6 separate regions of the Sus scrofa genome follow, and all the other regions are linked to region 1. The links are chromatin contacts, called in public HiChIP or PLAC-seq and promoter capture Hi-C maps. All regions are on one chromosome and are shown on one strand. The core of a region is the stretch at or near the end of the contact, and the rest is flanking DNA. Distances in the headings are between cores, read along the strand shown. Region 1 holds the start of HMGN2 (high mobility group nucleosomal binding domain 2). Region 2 holds the start of SFN (stratifin). Region 3 holds the start of ZDHHC18 (palmitoyltransferase ZDHHC18). Region 4 holds the start of GPN2 (GPN-loop GTPase 2). Region 5 holds the start of PIGV (GPI mannosyltransferase 2). Region 6 holds the start of NUDC (nuclear distribution C, dynein complex regulator).

Region 1 (2,815 bases), core at 295-2,794:
AGCCCAGGGGAGCGGGATAAACAGCCGCCAACATGGCTCCTCCCGCCGCGGCCGCCGCTCCTCCAATATGGCCTCTGGCGCCCGCGGGCAGCCGAGCCGCGCAGGGTTACCCCGGGGCCGCCTGACACCGCCTCGAGCCACCGCGCCGGGCAGCCGAGCCTGCTTCAGCTCGGCGCCGATTCTCGCGCCCCAAAGCCGAGGAAGCGGCGGCGGCAGCATTGGTGATCACGGCGGCGGCCCAGAGCCTGGGGCCCTCGCGCCACGTACCTTTCTCTTGGGCATGGTGACGGCGGCGGGACGTAGGCGCTGGACACGGGGATGCAGTGGCGCGCGAGCTTTGGTCGGTCCAGGGGTCGCTCTCGCCTCTTCTTCACACTGCTCGGGCTCCGGGGGGTTTATAAAGTTTTTATAGCGCTGGGAGCCCCGGACCGGTTAGAACCGGATTTCACCTCCCGCCGCCGCTCATTGGCCCAGCTGGGGTCACGTGGGCGGGGTTTAAACTCACCTCCTCTGGAGGGAGTGAGGAGGGGGGTATGGGGGGGAGGGCGCGCGAGACGGCGGCGCGCCTAGGGGTGGGGGCGCAGTGGGGGAGGCGCACATCGAAGGCTATAGTTGAGAGGGGGCTGCGAGTCGGCGGGCTGTGGGTTTCGGCTCCCGCCAAGAGCTGGCTTTTGCAAACTACCAAGTTCCTTCCACCTTATGCAACCGAGCTATCCACTTCTCCAAGCCGTGCGACACTTAGGGCGCATCTCAGCCGCTTTCCTTCCTGTTCCCGCTGGGGGCCCCAGAAGAAAGGTTTGCTCAGCCTGGCCGCAATGTCCTTTGCCGGAGGCGGGAAGAAGCGCGCGGCTTCGAGGCACTGGTTGCAGTTCCCAGGGCCAAGGCTGACGCCGAAGTGGGAAAAGAGTGGAGAAGCCAGCTTGGCGCAGCTGGACGTGCATCCTTCCAAACCTCCACTCGGAGGAAGCTTTTCATGCACCTCACCTGGAAAGCGGTCCACTCGAGGTGGGTAGGGGTTCGAGGGGGGCACTTTACAAGCAGAGGTACATTTCGGGTGCAGTGGGGCAGGTAGGAGCTGTCCTTTCAGCACCCGTTGCTCAGCTGCCTCCCCAAGTATCAACGAAGCCCCCCAAAGCTTGTCGAGTGCCTCCCTTAGGTCCTTGTATTCCCACATCTCAGAACCCCGCCACAGAATGACGGAGAGTGGCCGCCAAGAAGGCTTACTAGCACTCCCCTCCCCCTAAGCTCCTCCCGCTTCGGAGACATCAAGCTCAGCTGCCCCCACCCGACGCGGTCACCAAGCCTGGGCGCTGCAAACGCAGCTGGCGAAATCCCTCCTTCCACACTGGCAGACTGGCTTCCTTTCACTTGCGCGAGGAAAAGGACAGTGGAGGAACGCGTCCGGGGGATTAGGAAACAAGTAGAGGAACAGGTGTTGAGATGGCAAAAGGGCTTTTCCAGTGGCTCCCCCTCCTCCGCCCCCAAAGCTAGGGATCTTGGAAGTAGCCAAGTGCACCTTGAGGGAGGTAGACAATTGCTGCAGCAAAACACAGTCTACTCTTGTACTGTTCGCAAACAAGTTTTACATCTAAGAATTTTTAAAATTCTGTTTGACACCCAAGAGAATACAATACGATAAATATCCTCAAGTTGGGGCTTGGCTCACAGGTGGGAGGACATTTAAATAGGTCCCACCTAGTTTCTTGAGGCAAGAGTTGAGCTGGTTTGTACAAATCACACCAGTAGAAAGCACCCACAAGGAGTTCATGTCAACTATTTGCAGTCGCTGTGCCTGTACAGCAGTGGTCCTCAGCCTCTTCTCCTCCCCACCCCTTCAGTGCCTCCTGAGGCAGCCCCTCCTCACCACACCCCACTGTGTACCTTTCCCAGAACACAGGACCTCAGGCCAAAGAGATACCAGCCTGATTAATCACTTCTGCTGTACCCCAATCTACACTGGAGAAAGTCAGACCCAGAAAGGAGACAGGACTCAACAATCATGCTCACAGGGCAGATTCCGTTTGCTGCCTCCAGCCCCTCTTTCCCGCCTTAATTGTAGGGCTCTGCATAACAGCCACATAATTCATGCCTCCCTAATTAAGGCTGTCAACAGCCCCATTGTAAAACTGGAAAATGTACAGCACCTGCTCTCTGGGAACCCTGTGCCAGGGATTGGTAGTGGGGAGTGCCAGGTGTGTGTGGGGGACTTGCCAAAGGGTACATTGATTGGCTTCTCAATCGCAGTGTCTGGCATTATGCTTGATTCTGGGAGCAGGGATGATGGCCAAGGAGTCTCTTGTGCCAGGTATCCAGGCATAGGAAGGGGAGGAGCAGACTGGAGTATAGTCAAGTTAGGGGTTTTAAAGAGTCTGCTCTTAGTACTGCTTGCAAGGCCCCACCTCACCCCTAGAGGGGGGTGCTGGGGAATCGGTTTGCAGAGAGTAAAATGTGAAGACTAAACAGAGTAGCTCTTGGGTGGTATTACCAGCTGGTGCTTGCTGCTCTGGGGCACCTGAAGCATAGAGTTGCTCAGGCCGACAGCTCTTCAAAGGCACTAATCCTCTCAGCAGCTCCTCAGTGAGGCCTGGGAGGGAGAGGTAAGGGAAAGGACACAGCCTTTCACTTGGCCCTCTTCTCCCTGCTGGGCAGCCTTGGCCTCACAAGCTGAGACTGCCATGCTGAAAATATATTGTCTCATGGGCCTACTTAGGGGCCCAGGTCAAACACGGACAGAAGCCTCAAAGAGTAAGGAGGTGGGAAGCAGAGTTGAGATGCAGAGGGCAGGAGGCAGTCAGTTGGGAGAAGTGCTTGTTTC
Region 2 (2,700 bases), core at 82-2,581, 330 kb before region 1:
CAATAAGTGGAAAAGTCAGGAGGAGTGTCACAGGGGAACTTTATTGAGAGGAAACATGGTCACACCCAGCAGACATGATTTCCCTCTCATCCTCGGTCTTGTTGGCTGCGCAGGCGCGCACACACACTCTAGCGCTCGCGCGCGCTCTCTCGCTCTCGCTCTCTCTCATCTACAGTCTCTGCCACACAGTTCAGCTCTCAGCCACAAGGGTGGGACACTCCTCAATTCCTAAGATCCAGAGGCAGGGGGGCAGGAGCGGGGAATCAGGAGGAAGTGGCTGGGCTCAGGGGAGGGGTCTGGGCGGGGTGCAGAGAGCGGGTCAGGGTGGGACGACCAGTGGTCGGAGCACCTGACAGCTGCAGGAAGCTTGGAATCCTCCGGCTCCAGGTGGCCTCAGCTCTGCTGGTTCCTCTCCGTGGAGCCTTTTTGAGCTGGGGCAGGGCATCTGGGGAGAAGGGTTGGGCTTCCCACCCCATACAAGTCCTCTCTGCCAAGAGTGGGGGACTGGAGCAGGCAGGGCAGGGCAGGGAGGGCGGCGGGTGCGGCTCAGCTCTGGGGCTCCTCAGGCGCCTCGCCCCCCTCTTCCCCGGCGTTGTCGGCGGTCCACAGCGTCAGGTTGTCCCGCAGCAGCTGCATGATGAGGGTGCTGTCTTTGTAGGAGTCCTCGCTGAGAGTGTGCAGGTCAGCCATGGCCTCGTCGAAGGTGGTCTTGGCCAGGGAGATGGCCTCCTCTGGGCTGTTGGCGATCTCATAGTGGAAGACAGAAAAGTTCAGGGCCAGGCCCAGGCGGATGGGGTTGGTGGGTGGCATCTCTTTCTTGCTGATGTCCATGGCCTCCTGGTAGGCGGAGCGGGCTGAGTCGATGATGCGCTTCTTGTCGTCCCCCGTGGCCACCTCGGCCAGGTAACGGTAGTAGTCACCCTTCATTTTCAGGTAGAAGACCCGACTCTCCGCGTCACCGGCCTCCTTGATGAGATGGGTGTTCAGCAAGCCAAGCACCGTGTCACACACACCCCGGAGCTCCTTCTCCACCTTCTCCCGATATTCTCGCACCTCAGGGCCCTTCTCTTCCGAGCCTTCCTCATTGCTCTTCTGCTCAATACTGGACAGGACCCTCCACGCAGCCCGCTGACCACCCACCACATTCTTGTAGGCCACTGAGAGCAGGTTGCGCTCTTCGCAAGACAGCTCCTCACCCTTTTCCACGGCGCTCTTCATGAAGGCTGCCATGTCCTCATAGCGTTCAGCCTGCTCGGCCAACTTGGCCTTCTGGATCACACTGGCTCTCTCCATGGCTCTGGGGACAGACAGATGGGCAGGTGGAGAGCTAACTGGCTGCCTCGGGACCAAGGCCGGATTCTGCGCCTCTCCGGCTGCCTGCCTGCCTTTTGGCTGGAAGGCCAGGCCCGGAGAAGGGTGGGGAGGGGCAGAGGGCGGGCCCAGGACTTGCCTCCCTCTCCTCTCCCCCCTCCCCCCACACCCTTTCCGCCTCTTCCTTAAAGGTAAAAGGGCTGGGATGTGGGGGGGTGAGTCATCCTGACTGTCAGCAGGAGAAATTTGGGCGTTGGCTCCACCTGCACCGATACCTTTCCAGGCTCCAGGCTGCCGCCTCTGGGTCAGGGCTTCCATTATATGGGTGCACACGTTAGGGAGCTGCCCCAGTTTCTCAAATCAGATCCCTCTTCACTGCATCCTTCCTGGGGCTCAGGATGGCTTCAGCTACCTGGCCACTATGGACCTAGGCAGAGCCCATAAAGCCAGGTGCAGGAGAAGGGGGTGCCTAATCTGGCCAGGAGTGGTTCCTCCACTGGTTTAGGTGAAATAACTCATTGTCTAGGTAGGGCTATAGTTTCCCAAGCACCTCATACCCATGGTCTAACTTAATCCCTGCTATCTTGGTGAGATGGGCAGGGCTGTGGCTACTACTCCCACTGTAGAGAGGGGAATACTGAGGCTCAGAGAGGGATGAGATTTGCTCAAGGTCACACAGTTACTAAGTTGGACTTCTCTCCCATTCAGGCTTCTGACTTGTGAGCTCCAGACTGTATTTAGAAGGGAGATGTAGGCTTCTTCTGGAGTCTACCTGAAATGCTTACACCCCACCCCCCAACTCCTCTCTCCCCCTCAGGTCCCATCCCTTCTGAGCTCCCAGAATGCACAGGTGGCAGCTTTCAGGGTGCCACTTAATGAGGTGTTTAACGAGCAGCCTCTGACGCTCCAGCCCAGCCTTTGTAATTAGTCACCCAGTAGGTTTTTTGGATACCTTCCCCATCACAGCACAATTTTCCCTTTCAAGTTGGTGGCCTGTTGCCACTTGTGTGAGGACTTACCCTCTGGCTCTCCACGCCAGGTTACCTGCCACCACCCCCCCCGCCCCGCAAGCCGCCTGCCATCATGTATCAGTGGGGCTCACAGAGGGTGGGGACCCAGCTCACTAGCTGTCCCACTTTCCTGCCTGAATCAGCCTGCCCTTTGTCAGAGGCTAGGAAGAAGGCCGCCTGGGTGCTCAGCCCAGTGCGGCTGCGGGGGGAACTGAGAAAAAGGAGGCAGCCATGACACATGCCATTTTGTTTTAGGGGGCAGCTGTCCCCTCTGAGTGCTCCCTTCCCCAGCCTCTCTCTCAGAAGTTTCCCTGCCCCTTCCCTTTGACCATGGCCCCACCTCTGACCCCTGGCACAGGCCTCAGAGATGGAGACTTCT
Region 3 (2,727 bases), core at 212-2,711, 300 kb before region 1:
TGTGGGCCAATCTTGGGTCCCTGGGGTTATAAAGAGGTCAAGAACCCATGGGGACAAATATGACCTGTCACATGAAAATATTCTCGCCTCTTGAAAAATAGCAAGGCACTGCAGCTGTTCCTGCCGTGAACAGGACAGAGGGTGCTCCGGAGCACTGGGAAGGGAAAGGAAGCCAGGAGTCAGGAGGTGGGGGGCAGGGGCCTGGGAGATGTCTGGGGGGACTGGGGGAGGCAGGGGTAAGGACAGGAAGCTCTGGAACAAAAAATAAGGAAGGTGCTGGAGAGGAAAGGGGAGGCCTGAGTGGCCCAAAGATGTTTGAGGGCCTAGAGAGAGAATGGCCAAGGGGAAAACAGGGGTGGGGGGGCAGTGCTGAGAGTGGAGAGGGGACCTAGAGGGACCTTGGAGGGATCCTGGAAGATGGCCTTGAAATTTCAAAGGGGAGAATATGGCCAAAGGATAAGGAAGAAATTCAAAAACTGTCTGGAAGGGATATAAAGAAAAGATGCCCCACGGGGTCCGAAAGAAACTAGAAGGCAGGCAAGGGGATAGGTGAGGAGAGGGGATCCATCCAAGGAGCTGGGGGGCCTGGTGCAGGCTCTGAGAGGGCAGAGAGGATGGGGGCCTCGAGGCACATGGGAGGGCCATGTTCCTGGCAGAGGCCAGCAAAGGCAGAGTGCCAGGGAAGGATGGGGGTGCTAGGGAGGGGCCGGAGGACCAGCTTAGATGGCGATCCAAACTAGCATGGGAGGATGACCAGTCTGGGAGGGCTGGAGGGGACCCGGAAGGACAGACAGAAGATAAGGAGATTGGAGAGGCCTGAGGGCAGATTCTGAGAAGCACAGGGAGGATGCGGCCCGGGAGGAGCCTGGCAGGTGCTGGGAAGGGCAGAGTGCCCCGGGAGGTGGGAGAGCCCAGCAGGGGACCAAAGGGGCTGGAGCGCCCAGAGAGGCCTGAGCAAGGGGGGTGCGCCCCAGGGGTCAAAGGGGACCGGAGGGAATGGGGCGCCTCAGGGGGCGGGGACGCGGGGCGCCGCCAAACTCACTCGAAGACGAAGAAGAGGACGGTGGTGGTGAGGATGAGCAGCAGCGTGAGGGCGAAGACGCCGCCGTGGCCGGCGAGCATGAGGCGGCCGCCGCAGTAGAAGCGGTTGCGGCCCGGGAACACCTCCCACTTGCGCCGCGGGCGGCGGCCGATGCTGCCGCTGCCACTGCCGCTGCCACTGCCGCTCCAGCGCGGCGCGGCGGCGGCGGGCGGCGGGGGCCCGGGGCCCGGGCCGGGGGGCGCGGCGGGGCCGGGGCGCCGCGCCCCGGGGGAGGCGGGCGGCGGAGCGGCCCCGGGGCTGATCTGCTGGTACTCACAGTCCTTCATGCGGCCAGCCGCGGACCTCGGCTCCGCGCCCCGCGGGCCGGCCGGGCCGCACCGGGACCGGGGCCGAGCAGAGGAGGCGGTGGCGGCGGCGGCGGCGGCGGCGGCGGCGCGCGCGGCGCTCGCTCGCAGGGGGCGGCCCCACGGCCGCCCTGCCCCGCCCCGCGCGGCCTCCCGCCGCAGCGCCCCCTCCGCCCGGGGCCGGGATGGCGCACGGGCCAGCGGCCCGGTCCTGACCCAGGGCCCTGGCCAATACCCTGCCGCCCGATGCCTGCTGCACAAGGATGGCGCAGCAGAGGCGCGTTCGGGACTCTTTCTCTTCTTTTGCGATTAAACCCTTTGTCGGGCGTCCCCTGTGTGCCAGGCACCGTGCCAAGCGCCGAGATTCAAGAGGTGGATTTCGTGATCTACTTCTGGGCATCTGTATTTCCAGGGTCAGGCTTTACCCATCTCTGATGACTTGCTGGACAGGCATTTGAGAGGCAGGCAGGGGGGCAGAAGGGGACACAATCCGCTTTGAAAGCGAGCGGCTTGTTCACTACGGTCTTGAAGTTCAACGTGCCAAAGGAGGAAGTACGGCACGTCCTCTGTCCTCCCTCGCCCAGCTCTGCGGTCCAGCTTTCCTATCACCTAATGCAGGGTTGATACCACAGGGCCCAAGTGGTTCTTCAAGAATTCCGAGTGTATTAGTTTTCTATTGGTGGGTAACAAAGTACCACAAATTTAGTGGTTTAAAACACCAGGTTTTGTATCTCACAGTTTCCAGGTCAGAAGCTGCAGCACAGCTTAGCTGAGTCCTTTCCTCAGTCTCAGAAGGCTGCAGTCAAGGTGTCAGCAAGGCTCATGCCCCTCTGGAGACCCAGCTGGAGAAGAGAACACCTGCAAACCCGCTCAGGTTTTGTTGGCAGAAAACTATTTCCTTGTGACTTCTGACTGAGGGCTGGGATTTTTGCTGGCTGTCAGCTAGAGGCCTCTCTGAGGTCCCAGCGGCCACTTGCGGTTCCTTGAGGTCACACAGTTCCTTGCCCTGCGGTTTTTGCCAGTATGGCCAGTTACTTCGCCAAGCCCACGAGGAGAGGCTCTAGCTCCAGTCTGCTAACACCCAATTTTATATAACCTAACTTACCTATGTAACGGGAGTGACAGCCCAGCGTTCTCACCATATTCTACAGGTTAGAAGCAAGTCACAAGCCCCACTTGAGCTTAAGAGGAGAGGATCACACGAATGAGTGAATACCGGGAGGCAGGAATCACTGAGGCTCACCTTAGGGTCTGTCCGCCACACTGGGGTTACTAGAAAACCTAAAGAAACGTATAGGCAGAGAGAGTTGGAGACTGGAATAGGAGAGAATAAGAGAGGAA
Region 4 (2,700 bases), core at 8-2,507, 350 kb before region 1:
GAAAAAAAGTAGGACTGGCACTGTTTTTTTCAAGACCAAGATCTCAGGCTTGATAGGATCATTAACTTCCTGCAGGAGTCATTCCCCCAAGTCTGAGCAGTGTAGCCTGGATGATTGCTGTTAGGGATGCAGAGTGGTGACAGTTGTTCTCAATTTTGTCTACTGTTTAAAATGAAAGCGGTGAGGCCGCTAGTTTTTGGTGCTATCTATAGATGGATAAGGGGGCTGGAGAGCAAAGATTTAGATTTAAATGCTTTGTCTTTGGGACAGACTATATACGCGTAGCTATTTCCTGTCCTTTCCAACCCCTTTACTGAGGTAAGAGAGCTGCCCTCTCACTGAGAGCCCTTTTTAATCCAGGTACCATGGAGAGAAGCTGCAGCCATTTGGGCAACTGAAGAGACCCCGTGGAACTGGCTTGGGGCTGATCTCCACCATCTATGATGAGCCCCTGCCCCAGGACCAGGGGGAGTCGCTGCTCCGCCGCCAGCCACCCACCAGTATGAAGTTTCGTACAGACATGGCTTTTGTGAGAGGTTCCAGCTGTGCCTTGGACAGCCCTTCAGAGCCTGAGTGACAGGTCCAGGGGCTTCCTTAATCAGGATCACTCATAATTGCACAGTGGCAGCCCTCTATACGGTCTTATCTAATGCCAAAGCAAAAAGAACTCTGGGAGCAGCAATCTGCCCTAGCCTGTTCAGGATGCTTTTTTAGAACTTGCCTCCTGGCTGTCTACCTCAGGGGCATTTTGACAAAAAGTCCCCAATCCTCCCTTTTGATGAAACGGCTTAATGACCTCTCCCTGGTGGCCGCCTAACCCTGGTCTGTTTGGGCTTGCTCCTGTTGCTTCCCCCAGTACGATGAAAAGCCAAACTGCCTGAGATTACCAGCACAACTTCCCGTGGGGAGGGGTAGGGAGGTCGCCACGAAGCCCAGAAGGAGGGGAAAAGGGACATGGAAGAGGAGAAGATTTGCGCTCTGAAGAGACGGTTTGGGGGCCGGCCCTCCTTCGCCTCTCCCCTTAACTGGCTGGGACCGGGCAGCGGAGAGTCTAAGGCAGTTATCCCGAGTCTGAGACCTAATGGGAGAATAAAGGAGTGTATTACCGAATTTCTCCTCTTCTAACTTGGGCTTGGCGGAAGGTGGGGGAAAACCCTGAAAAGTTCTTCCTGGACCTGCTTACGCCTCATGCTTCGGCGCCGCCACGCCCCTCGGCGCCAAGCTATGTCGTCACTGTAAAGGCGGGACTTCCTCTCCGGCCCTCGCTGTTTCCGGCGTTGTACGGAAGTCGGGTGCTGGTCTGGTCAGTGCCTGGCCATTTGGTCCCCTTACAGCGCGCCTTTTCCAGCTCTCTCTCCTTAGGCGGCTTCCGGGTATCGCTGCCAGTCCCCAGCCAAGTGCAGTTAGGGGAACCCATTGCCCTCGGCTCTTGTCTGCGGTGCGGCTCCCCCCTTGCTTCCTCTCTGAACTTGTCTGCTACGCACTTCCTCTCACTTGTCTGAGCCGTGTGCCGCCCATGGCAGGGGCCGCTCAGACCACGGCCTTTGGGCAAGCGGTGATCGGCCCGCCGGGCTCGGGGAAGACCACGTACTGCCTGGGCATGAGTGAGTTTCTGCGAGCGCTGGGCCGGCGCGTGGCGGTGGTGAACCTGGACCCGGCCAACGAGGGGCTGCCATATGAGTGCGCCGTAGATGTGGGCGAGCTGGTGGGCCTGAGCGACGTTATGGACGAGCTGCAGCTGGGGCCCAACGGCGGTCTGCTGTACTGCATGGAGTACCTAGAGGCCAACCTGGACTGGCTGCGCGCGAAACTCGACCCCCTTCGCGGCCACTACTTCCTCTTTGACTGCCCTGGTCAAGTGGAGCTCTGCACGCACCACGGAGCCCTGCGCAGCATCTTCTCCCAGATGACGCAGTGGGACCTCAGGGTGCGTCTGGGATCTGGCCCATTTTGCGGATGGAGGAACTGAGACGGAGAGGACAGATGCCACGCCCCCATGTCCCATAGCTAAGTATGGGGTAGAATTGCTCTGAAGTAAAACAAGTGTGAATTCGAATTCTGGCTCTACCACTGACTCGGTGTGTGGTCCTGGGAAAGTCAGTTTCATTCTCTGAACCTCAGTTTTCTCATCTGTATAATGAATGTGTTAGTACCCAACTTAGAATTATTGGAAGTATGGAAAGGGTTATGTGGAAAGTGGCATGGTGGTTGTGATTTGGTGGGCAAAAGAAAGTTAAAGAATAGAGTCAGATGCAGTGGGAATTGTACCAGTTGCCTGCAGGAAAGAAATGCCCCATATTTCCTGGGATAAGGAGATGACTCTATTAGAATGAACAGAAGCAGGAGGAGACTAATGGGAAGATTTGCCCTTTGTCCTCAGAAGTCCCCGGTCTGATGGGGAGACATAGGCCCTAATGTTCCTTGCCTCCCCAGGCCACTCTCACCCTGTCTCTTCCTTCCCTCCCAGCTGACTGCTGTCCACCTGGTGGATTCTCACTATTGCACAGACCCTGCCAAGTTCATTTCAGTACTGTGTACCTCCCTAGCCACCATGCTGCATGTGGAGCTCCCCCATGTCAACCTCCTCTCCAAGATGGACCTCATTGAACACTATGGGAAGCTGGGTAAGAGCTCCTGTCCTGGCAGGCAAAAATCAGAGAAGCATCTGGGCTGCACTGGAGCAGAAATCTCAGCTGAAGG
Region 5 (2,766 bases), core at 180-2,679, 270 kb before region 1:
TTGCTCATCAAAATTCAGTTCAAAAGCAAGCTTCTGAAATCCCCAGAGAGCAGCGGTAGTTTGTGAATCTACCCAACAGTTCCAATATCTGACTCGCTGAATCGAAAGGATTCGCGGGAACAGGCACAGCCAGCCTCACACGTCCGCTGGTTGCCTATCCTAGCGTTTATTCACTTTTTCCCTTCTTTCACTTCCCACCCACATGCAGAGGAGTTGGGAACAGAAGAGCACGTAACCCACCTCTGCCTCTTCACCAGGCTTCCATTCTTCCTTTCCTCTCTCTAGAGTCAAGCTCTAGACCCAGCGACAACAGAAGACGTGCAGCCTACCCTTAACTTACAGGTAAACCGAGTGAAAATAAAACCAGTGAGCTCCCTCTCTGCTCATTGAGGGCCTCACTTCCCAACAACCCCTCTAACGAAATCACAGATTCTGAACTGGCAGGGCACTTAGAGAGCAACCAGTTTTACCCTGTTTTCCTGTGAGATAAATATGCCCAGGGTAATAAAATCTCCAGAGTTTTTCCACCAGAGATCTCATTACACCCCATGAGGCCTGTGTAATTACAATCGCCATTTTATGGATGTGGAAACTGAGGCTCGCTGGGGTCAGGTGGCACAGCCAAAGCAATATTTAAAGAGAATGTCTTTTCTTTTCCTTTTTTTCCCTTCTGAAACCTCATAGTCTACCAGCCCTCACTCCTGCCAAAAGGGTTGCAGTCTTCCAGAAACTGGATTACAAGCCGGGTCTCCAAGCCCAGTACTTGTCTGACAGCGCAAGCTCTTGCTGTTTGTACTCAAGGCAGGGAGGGCCCAATCTGGGCCGATAGGAAAACCTGTGGAATTGGAGCCCTAGTTTCTCTGGATAAGATTAACATCCTCTGTGGGGTAGGGAGGTCGCTCTGACCCAAGGTCCTCAGGACCAGAGGTTTTGCTAGCTGCCGCGAGGCAGAGGCCATCTTTCCCAAGCCCAGCCGGGTCCGAAGCCCGTTCTCGCGTTCTCCTTTTCGGACGTAGTCCCAACCAGGGACTGGGCATCTCCTCTCCACAAAGGGGACACGGCTCAGCGGTTAACTCCCGAGGGAACCGGTGGGGCCCGGTCCGGCCTAGGGCCGGAAGGCAGGGGCGGGCTGCAGGCTGTAAAGGAAGAGGCGGCACTGGGAGGCCGCTATGGCGGAGGGGCGGGGCTCCTCGCTTCTCGCGGCCTCCGCCTCATTTCCCTCGGCCTCCGTTTGACAACTTCCCTCCCCCTGGAACTCCTAGGCTCCCAAGCTGGCGCCGGGTCCCCGGCACCCGCTGCTCTCAACCTCCCAGGCGGGGCCCGAACCTTAGCTCGTCCATCCGGGGCCCCGAGCGGTCGCGCCTGCGCACTGGCTCCGCCGATGGCGGCCCCGCCCCGCTCCTGCCGGGATTCTGAGCTGCCCCGCCCCCCTCCGCGGCGGCCATGTTGACTCCGGGCGAGTGGGGCGGGGACGAAGGATCTCGCGGTTCCGCGCCAACCCCACCCCCACCCCACCCCCGCATTGGCACCTTCCTGCCTTGGTGACACCTGAGGAATTCCAACTCCTCAAGCCCCTTCCCCCGCCTTCATTTAGCCCGTCGGGGCTGCTGGCTTAGAGTCGATGCTCTTGGCCCAGTTCCGCCCCGCAAACACCAACTGAGTTGCCCTGTGGGCCGAGGCTCTCGGAGTTGGGGGCTGCCCTGCGGCCTCTTCGCAGAAGCCCGAGCCGCACTTTCCCTGCTGTTCGGCAACAACAGGTCAGCACAGGGCCTGGAGCAATAGCTGTTCTTCTTTGAATAGAAAAAGAAGCCTTTTGGGGTTTCTGTGGCCAGCAGCGGCACCGTGCGTCCTGGTTGTGAAGAAAGTGGGGGTTCCCCCTGGCTTTCCCCTCCTCCAGCTACTAAAGACCTGTCCTGCTTCGGTCCTCAGCCCCAGCTCAGGTGACTAATGAGGATGGTGAAGGAAACTTTAGAGGACCCCCCCACACCGCCCCGGGACTCCTTCAAGCAGTTTCTCTCGTAGGAAGCGGGGCCAAAAAAGAAAAAAAAAAAAGAAGAAGCAGCTAACTCAACAAAACTGTCTGTTAGGGAGGAGCGGCCAGTTGGTGCCCCTGTAACGGAAACTGTTAGAACAACTTTGCACCCTCCTTAAAGGAAATAGATAATAAATCCTTCTCCGTTGGTGGATTTCTCATTTCTCAGGATTCCAAAGCCCTCTGTGGTTTCAGTTATCTGCCCTCCAAACGAAGCTAGGGTCTGTGTTAGCTTCTGGCCACAGCCCTGGCTGAGGGAGGGGTTTATCTTCCGCAGCAGCTAATAGGGTGGGAACAAAAGAACTGTTTGCTATCTCTCCAAGCAATGACAACTAGCCCACAGCAGTTCTGGGGGGCCAGAGACTGGATCTTTTGATTCTTTATTGCTCATTTTAGGTCCTGAGACCTAAACTTCCTCAGGTTTTGTTGCGTTTAAGGTGGATAAATCACATTTTCATCCTGGTGTGTTGGAGGAGAAGGGGTAAAATGGAGTTTAAAAGACTCTTCTCCCAGGTTTTATGGTGACATACCTTGTTCTCAAAAGCTCCAGAGGCATGTGAGTGAATCAGCAAAGCTGTGGGGCACACTGCTGACTGGGGCCTAAGGTTGTGGCTTGAATCTCTAGAAGTCTATGAGGCTCCAAGCAGCACTCTGTTTGCAGAAACAAAATTGAGAAATGAACTATCCTTCCTTTGTGAGAAAGACATGCATTCTTAAGGTTCCCTCTGTCCACA
Region 6 (2,794 bases), core at 144-2,643, 380 kb before region 1:
AAAGATCTAGTGATGACTGAGGGTTGGCACATATAAATAAGCCCTTTTATTTGCCCAAGTGAGAGGTTCTAAATCTGACGCTAGAATTTATCTCAACAGTTTCAATTCCTGCTTCTGGACACTTTTTCAATTCACTCAAAAATGAACTCACTTCCAAATCCAGGTGCAACAACAATTTAGGGGGGTAGGAGAAGGGAGACTTTCACATCTGCAAATTAGTAGCACTCTTCCCACAGGGACCTGAATGAGAATGGGAATGGAAGGCTCCAATGAGACACAGAATCAACAATGGACTGTGGAAAGCACACACTGGCCTAAGGATTCTGGTCCCCTCTAAGCCAGGAGCCTGTTGGATGAGCTTGGGCAAGCTCCTTCAGTTTCTTTAAAGAAAGACTAATCTTGATAGGTTTTGCTACGTTTAACTTTCCATCGTCCAAAAAACCAACTCCAGAATCTTTACTAGTTGGTCCTTATCCTTTTCCTACACATGTTATTGGGTTTGGTCACTAAGCATGAATTATGTTCTTGCACACATCAATTACTCAACAAACACTTGTTGAATGTTCGAGTCTGATTACCGAGAATTCTTCACTGTCCTTCACTTCAAGACACTACTCTCCTACAAATTCAGGAAGTAAGGATTCGTAGCTCTGTCTCAAAGAAAGAAACTGAAGCTTGGAGACATGAAACAGTCCAAGTTGTTAGGAAATGCAAAACACGCCTCCTATTCTCTCATTCAAGATCTAGAAAGACCACGTGTTAATATCACCCCCCCCACCCCCACACATCGCATACATTCTTCCGCTCGCCCCAAGTCTTGGTACATGCAAATCTCAATGCCTAGAACATCCTAAAGGATGTTCTTTGGGGGCGGCCACCAGAGGGGAAAAGGGCCGGAAGCAGGTTGGAGACTAAAGAGGGGGAAGGGATTCCAAGACTCGGGCCTTCCCAGGGGCAGATAAAGGGATGCCAGAGCTGTTAAGATGGTAACTACTGAGGGGCCCCAGGGATCCAGAACTGGTCCGAGCGCAAGACTTGCGGCGGGGAGGCCAGACTAGAAGCTGGGGTGCAATGAGAATGCGGGATCCTAAAGCCCGCAAGGCCCAGGGGTGGATCTCGTCTCTCGAAGGCAGCGAAGGGAGGAAAGAGAGTGGCTGGGCCGCCTGGGTGGGCCAGGCCAAGCCAATGCCGAGCGGGTCGTTACCTCCTGCACGCCTCCCTCGTGCTGCTGCGCCATCGCCAACAACATGCCGTCGAAACGATCCTCCTCCTGGTCTCCACCCATCTTGCCAGCTGCTAGCCACGCTCCGAAATCTGAGCTCTGCTCTCGCGTCCCGCGCTCTCGGCGCCTTCGGGTCGCGTCCGGTGCAACGGTTTCAGTCCTCCGCCTTCCGCAGCGGAGACGGAAACACGCACGCGCCCCGCTGCCTTGGCCCGCCCGCCTGCTCTCTCCTCCCGCCTCCCTTGTGGCCAGCGGCCATTGACCGTGCGGCAAGCAGCCCGCTTCACTGACCATTGGTCGACTTGCTGAGCCAATCAAAGAGCGCGTCCGTGAGCGGTGGGCGGAGTCGAAGGCCTCTGAGTTTGGTGTGAGTTGCTATGGTCACCAGGAACCTTTTGGAGCCTTCCAGAAAACCCTGGGCTCAAATCACGCGGGCCTGAAAGTTGAAAAAGCACAAACTTTGAATTTACGCCTTGAGAGTGACCGCTGAGCTTGTAGAACGGTAAAGCGTTCTTAATCATCTCTTCCAAGTTTTCCATCGGCCAACTGAGGCCCAGAAAGGAGAAGGGAACTTGCCCCAAAAGACAGCCTACCCCTGTTGTCATCACATACTCCATACAAATTGTGCAGTCGCAGGGGACCCGGACTTAGAAAGTCCCTTGGTGCTGGGGTTAATGCTCTTCTGCTGCAGTCCTGAGACTCTTAATATTTTTTAACAAGAGCCCCACCCCCAACCCCGCATTGTCATTTTGCGCAGTTTCATGCAAATTATGTAATGAGTGCTAAATTCGAACTTCACTTTTGTGCGGGACAGACCCCAGCCATCTAAGGCCAAACCCTCTACTTTTGTATTGAATTTCATCATCTTAGTCTTTTCAGGGATTCTACTCTTACTATCCTTTCCTAATTCTCCTGCATCAGAATTTTTTTTTTTCCCTACTCAATGAATCTGCATCACAATTTTCTTTCTTCTGGATCATCCCTTTTAACTTACAAATATACTTTAATGCCACTTCTTTTTTTATTCTTCTATGACCCCCCCACACAAACTTTTCTCCTCCTACCATTCCAATTTTATTTTTTTATTTTTTATTTTATTTTATTTTTTGTCTTTTTGCCTTTTCTTGAGCCGTTCCTGCGGCACATGGAGTCCAATCAGAGCTATAGCCACCGTCCTACGCCAGAGCTACAGCATCGCAAGATCCAAGCTGCATCTGCGACCCACGCCACAGCTCACTGCAACACCGGATCCTTAACCCACTGAGCAAGGCCAGGGATCGAACCCGCAACCTCATGGTTCCTAGTCAGATTCGTTAAGCACTGAGCTTCGATGGGAACTCCTATCCCAATTTTAAAATCTCTTTGACAGCAAAACTTGAAAAAAATTTGCTATACTTGTTTCTCCACTTCCTCACCTTCCGTCTCTCCTCGATTTACTCTGGTCTTTACTTAAGACTCTGACCAAGGATACAATGACCTACTTATTGCCAAAACCAGTAAAGCACTATTACAGTGCTCAGCTTCTCAGCTGCATTTGACACAGTTGACCTCTTCTTCCTTCTAGAAACAATT

Evidence for each region. Promoter capture Hi-C pulls out the DNA fragments that hold promoters and counts their contacts. HiChIP or PLAC-seq counts read pairs in DNA pulled down with a chosen protein or histone mark.
Region 2: a promoter capture Hi-C map of fetal skeletal muscle shows a contact between it and region 1, with 6 times the contacts expected there. The contact joins the promoter of SFN here to the promoter of HMGN2 in region 1. A contact is called at or near these places in 2 of 5 promoter capture datasets (fetal liver and fetal skeletal muscle) and 1 of 2 datasets of contacts at active chromatin or transcription factors (alveolar macrophages).
Region 3: a contact with region 1 is called in an H3K27ac HiChIP or PLAC-seq map of alveolar macrophages. The contact joins the promoter of ZDHHC18 here to the promoter of HMGN2 in region 1. A contact is called at or near these places in 1 of 47 Hi-C or Micro-C datasets (epiblast stem cells) and 1 of 2 datasets of contacts at active chromatin or transcription factors (alveolar macrophages).
Region 4: a promoter capture Hi-C map of fetal liver shows a contact between it and region 1, with 2.7 times the contacts expected there. The contact joins the promoter of GPN2 here to the promoter of HMGN2 in region 1. A contact is called at or near these places in 2 of 5 promoter capture datasets (fetal liver and liver) and 1 of 2 datasets of contacts at active chromatin or transcription factors (alveolar macrophages).
Region 5: an H3K27ac HiChIP or PLAC-seq map of alveolar macrophages shows a contact between it and region 1. The contact joins the promoter of PIGV here to the promoter of HMGN2 in region 1. A contact is called at or near these places in 1 of 5 promoter capture datasets (fetal skeletal muscle) and 2 of 2 datasets of contacts at active chromatin or transcription factors (alveolar macrophages and skeletal muscle).
Region 6: an H3K27ac HiChIP or PLAC-seq map of alveolar macrophages shows a contact between it and region 1. The contact joins the promoter of NUDC here to the promoter of HMGN2 in region 1. A contact is called at or near these places in 2 of 2 datasets of contacts at active chromatin or transcription factors (alveolar macrophages and skeletal muscle).

The regions. Positions count from the first base shown.
Region 1 is chr6:83,855,843-83,858,657 of Sscrofa11.1, reverse strand. HMGN2 (high mobility group nucleosomal binding domain 2) reads right to left here and starts at 1,544. Exons shown (of 7, transcript NM_001244114.1): 1 at 1,533-1,544; 2 at 268-365. The coding sequence starts at 282.
Region 2 is chr6:84,187,152-84,189,851 of Sscrofa11.1, reverse strand. SFN (stratifin) reads right to left here and starts at 1,331. Exons shown (of 1, transcript NM_001044564.1): 1 at 28-1,331. The coding sequence starts at 1,293. The coding sequence ends at 547.
Region 3 is chr6:84,152,588-84,155,314 of Sscrofa11.1, reverse strand. It overlaps ZDHHC18 (palmitoyltransferase ZDHHC18), which reads right to left and starts at 1,461. Exons shown (of 9, transcript XM_013988799.2): 1 at 1,043-1,461. The coding sequence starts at 1,368.
Region 4 is chr6:84,208,286-84,210,985 of Sscrofa11.1, reverse strand. It overlaps GPN2 (GPN-loop GTPase 2), which reads left to right and starts at 1,257. Exons shown (of 5, transcript XM_003127718.4): 1 at 1,257-1,927; 2 at 2,468-2,624. The coding sequence starts at 1,517. It overlaps GPATCH3 (GPN-loop GTPase 2), which reads left to right. Exons shown (of 11, transcript XM_003127719.5): 7 at 361-2,078; 8 at 2,468-2,624. The coding sequence ends at 577.
Region 5 is chr6:84,128,574-84,131,339 of Sscrofa11.1, reverse strand. PIGV (GPI mannosyltransferase 2) reads right to left here and starts at 1,429. Exons shown (of 4, transcript XM_003356221.4): 1 at 1,327-1,429.
Region 6 is chr6:84,237,294-84,240,087 of Sscrofa11.1, reverse strand. It overlaps NUDC (nuclear distribution C, dynein complex regulator), which reads right to left and starts at 1,393. Exons shown (of 9, transcript NM_001243803.1): 1 at 1,205-1,393. The coding sequence starts at 1,285.